Regions from separate parts of the Mus musculus genome. Here region 2 is linked to region 1. A link is a contact called in public ChIA-PET data. All regions are on one chromosome and are shown on one strand. The core of a region is the stretch at or near the end of the contact, and the rest is flanking DNA. Distances in the headings are between cores, read along the strand shown.

The links. ChIA-PET counts read pairs in DNA pulled down with a chosen protein or histone mark.
Region 2: a contact with region 1 is called in an RNA polymerase II ChIA-PET map of memory CD8 T cells, with 16 read pairs. The contact joins two enhancer-like sites. A contact is called at or near these places in 1 of 115 datasets of contacts at active chromatin or transcription factors (memory CD8 T cells) and 1 of 9 other capture datasets (adipose tissue).

What each region holds. Positions count from the first base shown.
Region 1 is chr9:96,390,345-96,394,198 of GRCm38.p6, forward strand. All of the region lies in intron 1 of Gm39409 (a long non-coding RNA gene), which reads right to left. The region is part of intron 1 of Gm40550 (a long non-coding RNA gene); the gene reads left to right. Among named protein-coding and RNA genes, the nearest start is that of Gm39409, 4.6 kb to the right of the region's middle. Within about 2 kb of position 1,812, at least 74 of the 459 cell types and tissues checked have an H3K27ac peak or open chromatin away from gene starts, as enhancers often do. A contact at or near this core is called in adipose tissue and memory CD8 T cells, where this site is marked.
Region 2 is chr9:96,738,392-96,742,245 of GRCm38.p6, forward strand. The region is part of intron 2 of E030011O05Rik (RIKEN cDNA E030011O05 gene); the gene reads right to left. Among named protein-coding and RNA genes, the nearest start is that of E030011O05Rik, 13 kb to the right of the region's middle. Within about 2 kb of position 1,875, at least 84 of the 459 cell types and tissues checked have an H3K27ac peak or open chromatin away from gene starts, as enhancers often do. A contact at or near this core is called in adipose tissue and memory CD8 T cells, where this site is marked.

The DNA.
Region 1 (3,854 bases), core at 562-3,061:
GTAGGCTTTGAGGGTTCAAAGCCCCACATCATTCCTGGTTCACCCTCTGCTTCATGCTTTGGATCAGAATGTGAGCCCTCAGCTTCCAGTCCTGTCTACCATGTCTGCTGCCTATGGTCATGATGTCCCTGCCATTGTAGATCCCAACCTTATGGAACCAGAGCCTGAGTAAAATCTTTTTTCTTTTTAATAAGTGGCCTTGGTGTTTTGTCACAGTCACCATTAGAAAAGTCACTGATATAATCAGGTTGGCCCAGAACTCACTACGTCGTAGCCCATGGCAGTCTTGGGCTTGCAATCCGTCCAACTCCTCAATTTTCTAAGTGATGAATGGGATCACAGAAGTGTGCCACCGCACCCAGATGAAGTTTATTGTTTGAAGGTGAAAGGATAGCACCCAGCCCAAGGGGCTGTACCTGCAGGAGAGGGCAGAGACCTATTTAGGACTTTGGCCAGGTGGTGGTGGCACATACCTTTAATCCCAGCACTCAGGAGGCAGAGGCAAGTAGATCTCCGTGAGGTCGAGGCCAAACTGGTCTGCATAGTGAGTTCCAGGACAGCCAGGGCTATGGAGTAAAACTCTGTTTTGAAAAACAAACAAGGGCTGAAGAGACGGCTCAGTGGTTAAGAGCACTGACTGCTCTTCCAAAGGTCCTGAGTTCAATTCCCAGCAACCACATGGTGGTTCACAACCATCTGTAAAGGGATCTGATGCCCTCTTCTGGTGTGTCTCGAAACAGCTACAATGTACTTATATAAATAAAATAAATCTTTAAAAGAAGAACTGAGCAGTGGTGGCACATGCCTTTAATCCCAGCACTTGGGAGGCAGAGGCAGGTGGATTTCTGAGTTCGAGTCCAGCCTGGTCTACAGAGTGAGTTCCAGGAAAGCTAGGGCTATACAGAGAAACGCTGTCTCGAAAAACATGAAGAAGAAGAAGAAGAAGAAGAAGAAGAAGAAGAAGAAGAAGAAGAAGAAGAAGAAGAAGAAGAAGAAGAAGAAGAAGAAAAGAAGAAATAAAACTTTGAATAGTGGCTCAAGGCTGGATGAGGTGGGCTCTTGAACTTCAGGCTAAACAGTAAAATGGGACTTTGTAAATAAGAACTACTGCTTTCTCAGAAAAGGAGGAGGAGGAAGCGATTAATGCCAGCTTCTTATTCCTCTTTTTTTTTTCCCCTTTTGAGGCACACACACTCCAGGATAGCCTCAAAAACAAACAAAAACAAATAAACAAAAACACAACCAAACAACCAAAAAGCAAAAAACAAATCAAACCAACAAAAGCCCCCACTATGTAGCGAAGGATGAGAAACTGCTCCCTCCTCCTCCATATCCAATTATGGGGTTATGGGCATATAATAAGTGTTTGACTTGCTTTGCTTTTTGAGACAGTCTTGCTCTGTACGCCAGGCTGTCCAGGACTTCACTTCGTTAATCCTCCTGCCTCTACCTCCCTGCCAAGTTCTTAAATTTAAGTTCAAATTAAGTAAGTGCCCAGGCTCCGGAAACCTGTCTTCTTATGTTCTAAGTCAGTGATGATGAATATACCAGGATTATACTGAAATAATATTGAACCATAAAAGCCACAGAAAAGCAGTTTGCTTCTATCTGCGTTAGACTCACAAGCCCAATGATACCCAGAGCCACTGGAGGCTGTGGCTTCTTCTTAGTTGAGCAACTGGGTACTATTTGGGACAAATCACTGGTCACACAAGTTCCATCATAAGATGAGAAAGAAGAGGAAGCAGTGTTTAGTGTCCTTTTGGTTTAGTTTTTAATAACAGGACAGGGTAGGCATTGTGCAAGAACACAGGATATGACATCAAGGAGACCTCTCTGAGCCAGCCCCTGCCAACCTCTCAGAACTATGTGACCTAAGGAGGACCTACCCACTCAAATCAAACCAAACCAACCCACAGCAACACATCTCTCTGTCATCTATAAATAAGAACACCTTCCTGACATGGTTTGAAGGGAATTTACATGGAGGTGCTATGAAGTACCACAGAATGTTAAGACACTTCATGTTCAGAAGATGCCAAGAATTCTTTAGACTCCATTCTCACTTCTTTTTTAAGTGGGAGATGCTGAGCAATCCTACCCTGCCCTTCTGTTTGTCAGATCTCTCAGCATACTAGACTTGATGGATAACGGAAACACTTAAATCATCACGAAGGGTCAAATACCCCGATTGGCAACCTAGTAACTCACTTATAAGAGATTTTAATTTTTAAAATATCTTTGTATTAATTCTTTGAAAATCTCATGCAATATATTTTTAAAGATTTATTTTATGTATATTGTATATGAGTGCTCTATCTCTGTGTATAACCTACATCCAAGAAGAAGGCATCAGATCCCATGACAGATGGTTGGGAGCCACGATGTGGTTGCTGGGAATTGAACTCAGGACCTCTAAAAGAGCAGCCAGTGCTCTTAACATGTGAGCCATCTCTCCAGCCCCCAATACAATATCATATCATAATAATCATATTTATTCATCTCCATTCCTCACCCTAACTCTTCCCAGTTCTACCCCACCTCCACTCCCAACGCCATGTCCCCATTTTTGTTTGCTTTGTTTTCTCTCTTTTTTTTTTCTAAACAACCCACGGTGTTCTATTTGTGCTGCCCATATACTCCTGGATGTGTGGCTACCCACTGGAGCATAATCAACCTATGGGGGTCACACTCTTAAAGAAAACAGACTTTCCCTCTCCCAGAAGCCATCAACCGTCCATAGCTCCTCAGTGTGGGTGGTGCCACTTGTGAACCATTTTCCACTCCACGCTAGAATCTCTCCACTGGCTTGATCTAGCATAGGCAACAAGGCTGCCATGGTCCAAGACTGCAGCAGTCCTGCTTGTTCAGAAGATACCGTTTCATCTGGTCCTTCCTGACCTCTAATTCTAACAGTCTCCTTCCTCAGTGCTGGCATGTGTGTGATACAGATGTCCCAATTGAGACTGAACTCAAGTCCGCTGACTCACTCTTTCCACTCTGACCACTTAGGAGTTCCCTTGCTAACCTTCCTGTACTGTACAAAGCAACGCCTCAGATGAGGTCTGAGTGCTGCCCTAGTCCACGAACAGAGAAAGATGAAATTATACTATGTCCATATAGTAGAAAATAGTGTGTGCTTCTTCCTGTAGTCAGGACTTACATCCAACCAGAAAGTGGTTGGATGCCCCCTGTAATATTTGTGCCACTGTGTGCCTATGGGCACATCTTACTGCACTGTCATTATTGTAATTCATAGAGTTCACAGCTAGGTAAGACTTGATGTCTTTCCCTCACAATGGCCTACACAGAATCTCCCAGTACAGCGAGCAGGGAAGGAGCTTCCTGGTCCATACCAACTTGATTTCTCCATATCCTGTGAGCAATGTGTCTGATGTCTCCAGCAATAACACCTTACTATCAAGTTGTTTTAGGCAGCCAGGAGCAATGGCGATAGCCTGTACTGTTCTGGGGGTGTCCAAAATGCCTCTGATCAACAACTCAGAAAGATACTGGGCTTTTTATTTAGCAACTAAAGACTGCTGGGAGGAACATAGCTCACCCTGTGTAGTTTAACTCCAATCAAACTCTACTGTGTAATATAAAATAGGAGGCTTCCCTATAAGTACACTGTAGCTGACTTCAGATGCAACCATGTGACCTTTTCAAACATCCTTAGTGTAAGGTATCCCTCCCCTCCCACTTCCTCTGATCTACCCTCCCATCCCTCTGCTCACTAAAACCTCCCTCCCCCAACTACCTCCTCCCCTGACCACTTCATACCACCTATGCTGTTATTTCATTTTTATTTATTTTAATGATAAAATGGGAGGGTATTCTTGGGGCACAAAGCG
Region 2 (3,854 bases), core at 625-3,124, 350 kb after region 1:
TTCCTCTCTCTCTTTCTCTCTCTTTCTCTCTCTCTCTCTCTCTCTCTCTCTCTCTCTCTCTCTCTCTCTCTCTCTCTCTCTCTCTCCCTCTCTCGTCTTCTATGTAGCTCTGGCTGTCCTAGAGATTGCTATTTAGGCCAGAGTGCCCTCAAACTCAGAGACCTGCTTGCTTTTGCCTCCTGGGTGCTAGGATTCAACTGTCCATTTATTTACTCCTAGCTAAAATCCATTTTGTATGTGACCCTAAAAGAACCCACCCCAGCTTGCTTTCGCAGTTGGGTAGACTAAGAGCTAGATTCCAAGCCCCTGCCTCCTGTATCTGTGACAGATTATTCTGATTCGTCGTCAGCAGTTTTGTAAGCCAGTGAGATGGCTCTCCAAGGGGCTTTCTTAGCAACCCTCGCCACCCTGCCTGGGGACGGGAAACGATGACCTCATTCTGTGTAGTGAGGTGGTGAATGGAAGGGGCGCCTGCGTAGTTGGAGTACTAAGAAGCCTTCAGGTCTTAAACAATGGCTTTCTACTTCCAGCCATTAGCGAGTGGGAAAGACTGATGGTAAGAATCAGACAGACAGCCTCGGGGACCACACCCTGGTGAGATGGGAAGGAGACGGTGCACCTCAACCCAACCAGACATCCTCAGATGGAACACCCTCAACTCGTGCCACCTTTCAATGGTCATTGCTATGTCAGCCTTAGCAACTACATGATCTTTGCTCTTGTTTCCCAGTGCATTTGAAGGGTGGTATGTGAAGAACAATATTTAGATGACCTTGAGTCCATGTGGGTCACTGGCATTCCCATACCAGGCCCATTTGACACTATGATCATCTGCCCCTGACCACACATACAGACAGACAAGACGATAGGCTAGTCTAGCTAAGTTTCTTCTAGAGAGAATGGAAATCAGGTAGAAAAAGAAAGGTTGGACTATAAACAAGATTTCCTTGAGTGAATAGCATGTACCTCCTGTGAGAGAACGATGCCTCCCTCGGCTCCTATGGAACTATACCATGTACCTCATGTAAGAGGAGCCTCCCTTCCTATATGTACCTCCCCTCGACAACAGATGTTCCCAGGCTTAACCTAGGAGTGCCTGGTCTTTTCTTTTGTCAGATAAATGAGTCTGTACCTCAGAATCTCAACTGTGTACCTCACTTCAGCCAAGGCAGCTCAACCAACATACCCCCAGTGACCCCATTTTCCTTGGACAGAACAGAAGCACGGTAGGCATTTGGTATATCGAAGTAGCCAAGTAGCTGTCTTTACCTGGGTCTCTGGGCTTGTCTCCTGTGGGGTCTTTGTGTCTCCCCAGGCTCCTGGGGCTTTGCCTCATGCAGTGGAATGGCTCAGTAGAGTCAATGACATTGCTATTGACTCCTAACTCAAGGATGGAACTCGTTCACTAGTTCCCTTACTACTAGGGGCATCTTCCATTTTAGGTAGTGATACTGTCTAGAACTGGAGAGCTTTGGCCCATGTGTGAAGGAATGGCCCTGGGGGTCCCTTCAAAGACCTTTTAAAAGTTCCATCACTCACTCCTCAAAGAAAAACCCGTGTTGACTGAGAAGCAGGGAAACCTACCCTTTCTGGGAGAGGAAATGGAAAATGCAAATGATGGTGGACTGACAGACCACCTCTGCCTCCAGAGAGGACCTCGTCATCTCCACAGACCCTTGGGGCCGGAGTGTGCTTCAGAGAATTGTAAGGCAGGAAGATGGTTTAGAAAATACCATCTGCACTGTCTCAAGTTCAAAGATAGTAAGTACCGCACGCCTAGCAACCCTGGCAGCGGGAGAGAAACACACTCCTTACACTGCAAAGCTCTGCTCTCAGTGATTTCATAGACTGACTCCTTTTAGACCAAATTCCAGACTGTCGCTTGCTTATGAAGCTGCTGCAGATTACACAAAAATGGTCAGATGCCAGACGATGAGCGCTTGTAATGTGTTTCTCGGTTCCTCCCCAAAGCAAGTACGCTTACATCTTTAAAAGGCGCAACTAAAAATAATTTTAAACAAAATCGTAAGTATAGCTTCAAAAGTCCCTAGGTCCAAGTGCCTCTGATACGTGGGTAGTAGCAGACGACCGGGCTTAACTGCTGTAAGTCAAGCAGTCTAAATTTAGTTCGCTGAAGTCACCTTTCTGCTATTTGGTTTGCAAAGAAAAACATCTCATGAGTTAGCATGAACCGCTAAAAATAAGCTGCGAGTTTCATTTTCTGTTGTTCACCATGGCTTCGAAACCAATCGCGGTACAAACCTGACAAAAAGTTATCAGCAACCCAAACTGCCTCTGTCCCTGCCCTGATGACCAACTCACCACCAGGCCTGAAAAAGCTCACACTTTTGTTCTTCTCATGGCCTTGAAATGAAACACACACACACACACACACACACACACACGCACACACATGCACACACACGCGTGCGCGCGCACAAAGACATGGCAAGAAACTAGTTACTGAGGCTAGAAATGGGATGGGGACAGTGGCTTGTATGTGGATGTATCACTTCCGCACAGGATGTCACATACACTTCAGCCCAGCTTGGCCTGAATCTTAAGGGATGCCAGAGACCCTTCTGCAGGACCAGGGAATAAATAAGCCGTGAGTTCCATGATGACAGGTTCTGAGGTGTTGAGTTCAGAGTCCCCTTTGACCTAAATGCCCACATTCTTATGCAATTCCATACTGCAGACCCAGGCAACTCACAGCAAGTTCAGTTTCAAAACCATCTTTTCAGGGCCAAGTCGGGCAAGAAGGTGTTTACCGCAGTTCCTGTGCTTCAAAGGGAAGGCAGCCATCTCGCTGTGGAGCATTCCGCCCTGCTCTTTGCCCAGCCAGCAGCGCTGTGAGAAGCACGCTCTCAGCTAAATGAGATTGAAAGGGAGCGAAGAAGGGTTAATCTCCCTCCATTAGGGAGGGGCCCCTTGCTAGAGGTGAAGAGAATGATCTGCATGAAGTGCAGACCAGACAGAGCACTGGAAACGGAATCACAGAGCAAGGCGAGAAGGATGGTTGGCCCGATTTTCACTGGGTGACTATTTCCTAGCTCTCGGGGTCTTTACCTAGCTTTGACGTTACAGCCTCAGGGAGGAGGAAGAGGGTACGTTCACATTGACTGTAGGAATATCTGAGCTGTCATCCCATAGAGCTGGGATGTCTGGGAGCAGAGGGTGTGGCCACAGCTGCCTGGACATGGAACAGGCCAACCCCACATTAGACACCGACTGGCCAAGTTAGCAATAGGAGAGTTGCTTCTCTGGGATGGGGAATGTCCCCTGCTTCTTTTTTTCATTTTGTAAAACCTTTTAAAAATGTTTATTATTCAAATTTTTTATTATTATTTGTGTGTATGTGCGTGCATGAGCGTACACATATGTGTGTGTATGTGCGCGCGCGTGCGCCCCACCCCCCACAGACACAGACACATATATGCACACACATGACCCAAGAGCTCAGAAGCATGGTGAATCCCTTGAAGCTGAACTTACAGTTGTAAGCTGTCTGATACAGGTGCTGGGACTCAGCTCGAGTCCTCTGCAAGAACAATGCATGCCCCTAAGCACCGAGCTATCTCTCCAGACCCTGTTTTATTTTAAATTATGCATGTGTGTCTGCGTCTGATATGTGTATGTGGAGGGCAGGGGCACTGGATCTCCTGGAGCTGTAGTTATTTGTGTTTGAAAGCAGCTTGATACGGGTCCTGGGAGGCAGACTTTAGCTCTCTGGAAGAAAAGATGCTCGTACCTGCTAAGACATCTCCCCAGCCCCCTGTTTTGAAAACAAAAATTAAGAAATTAAAAAAATAACATTTTCTTTCTTTTTTGGGGCAATGTGTGTGTGTGTGTGT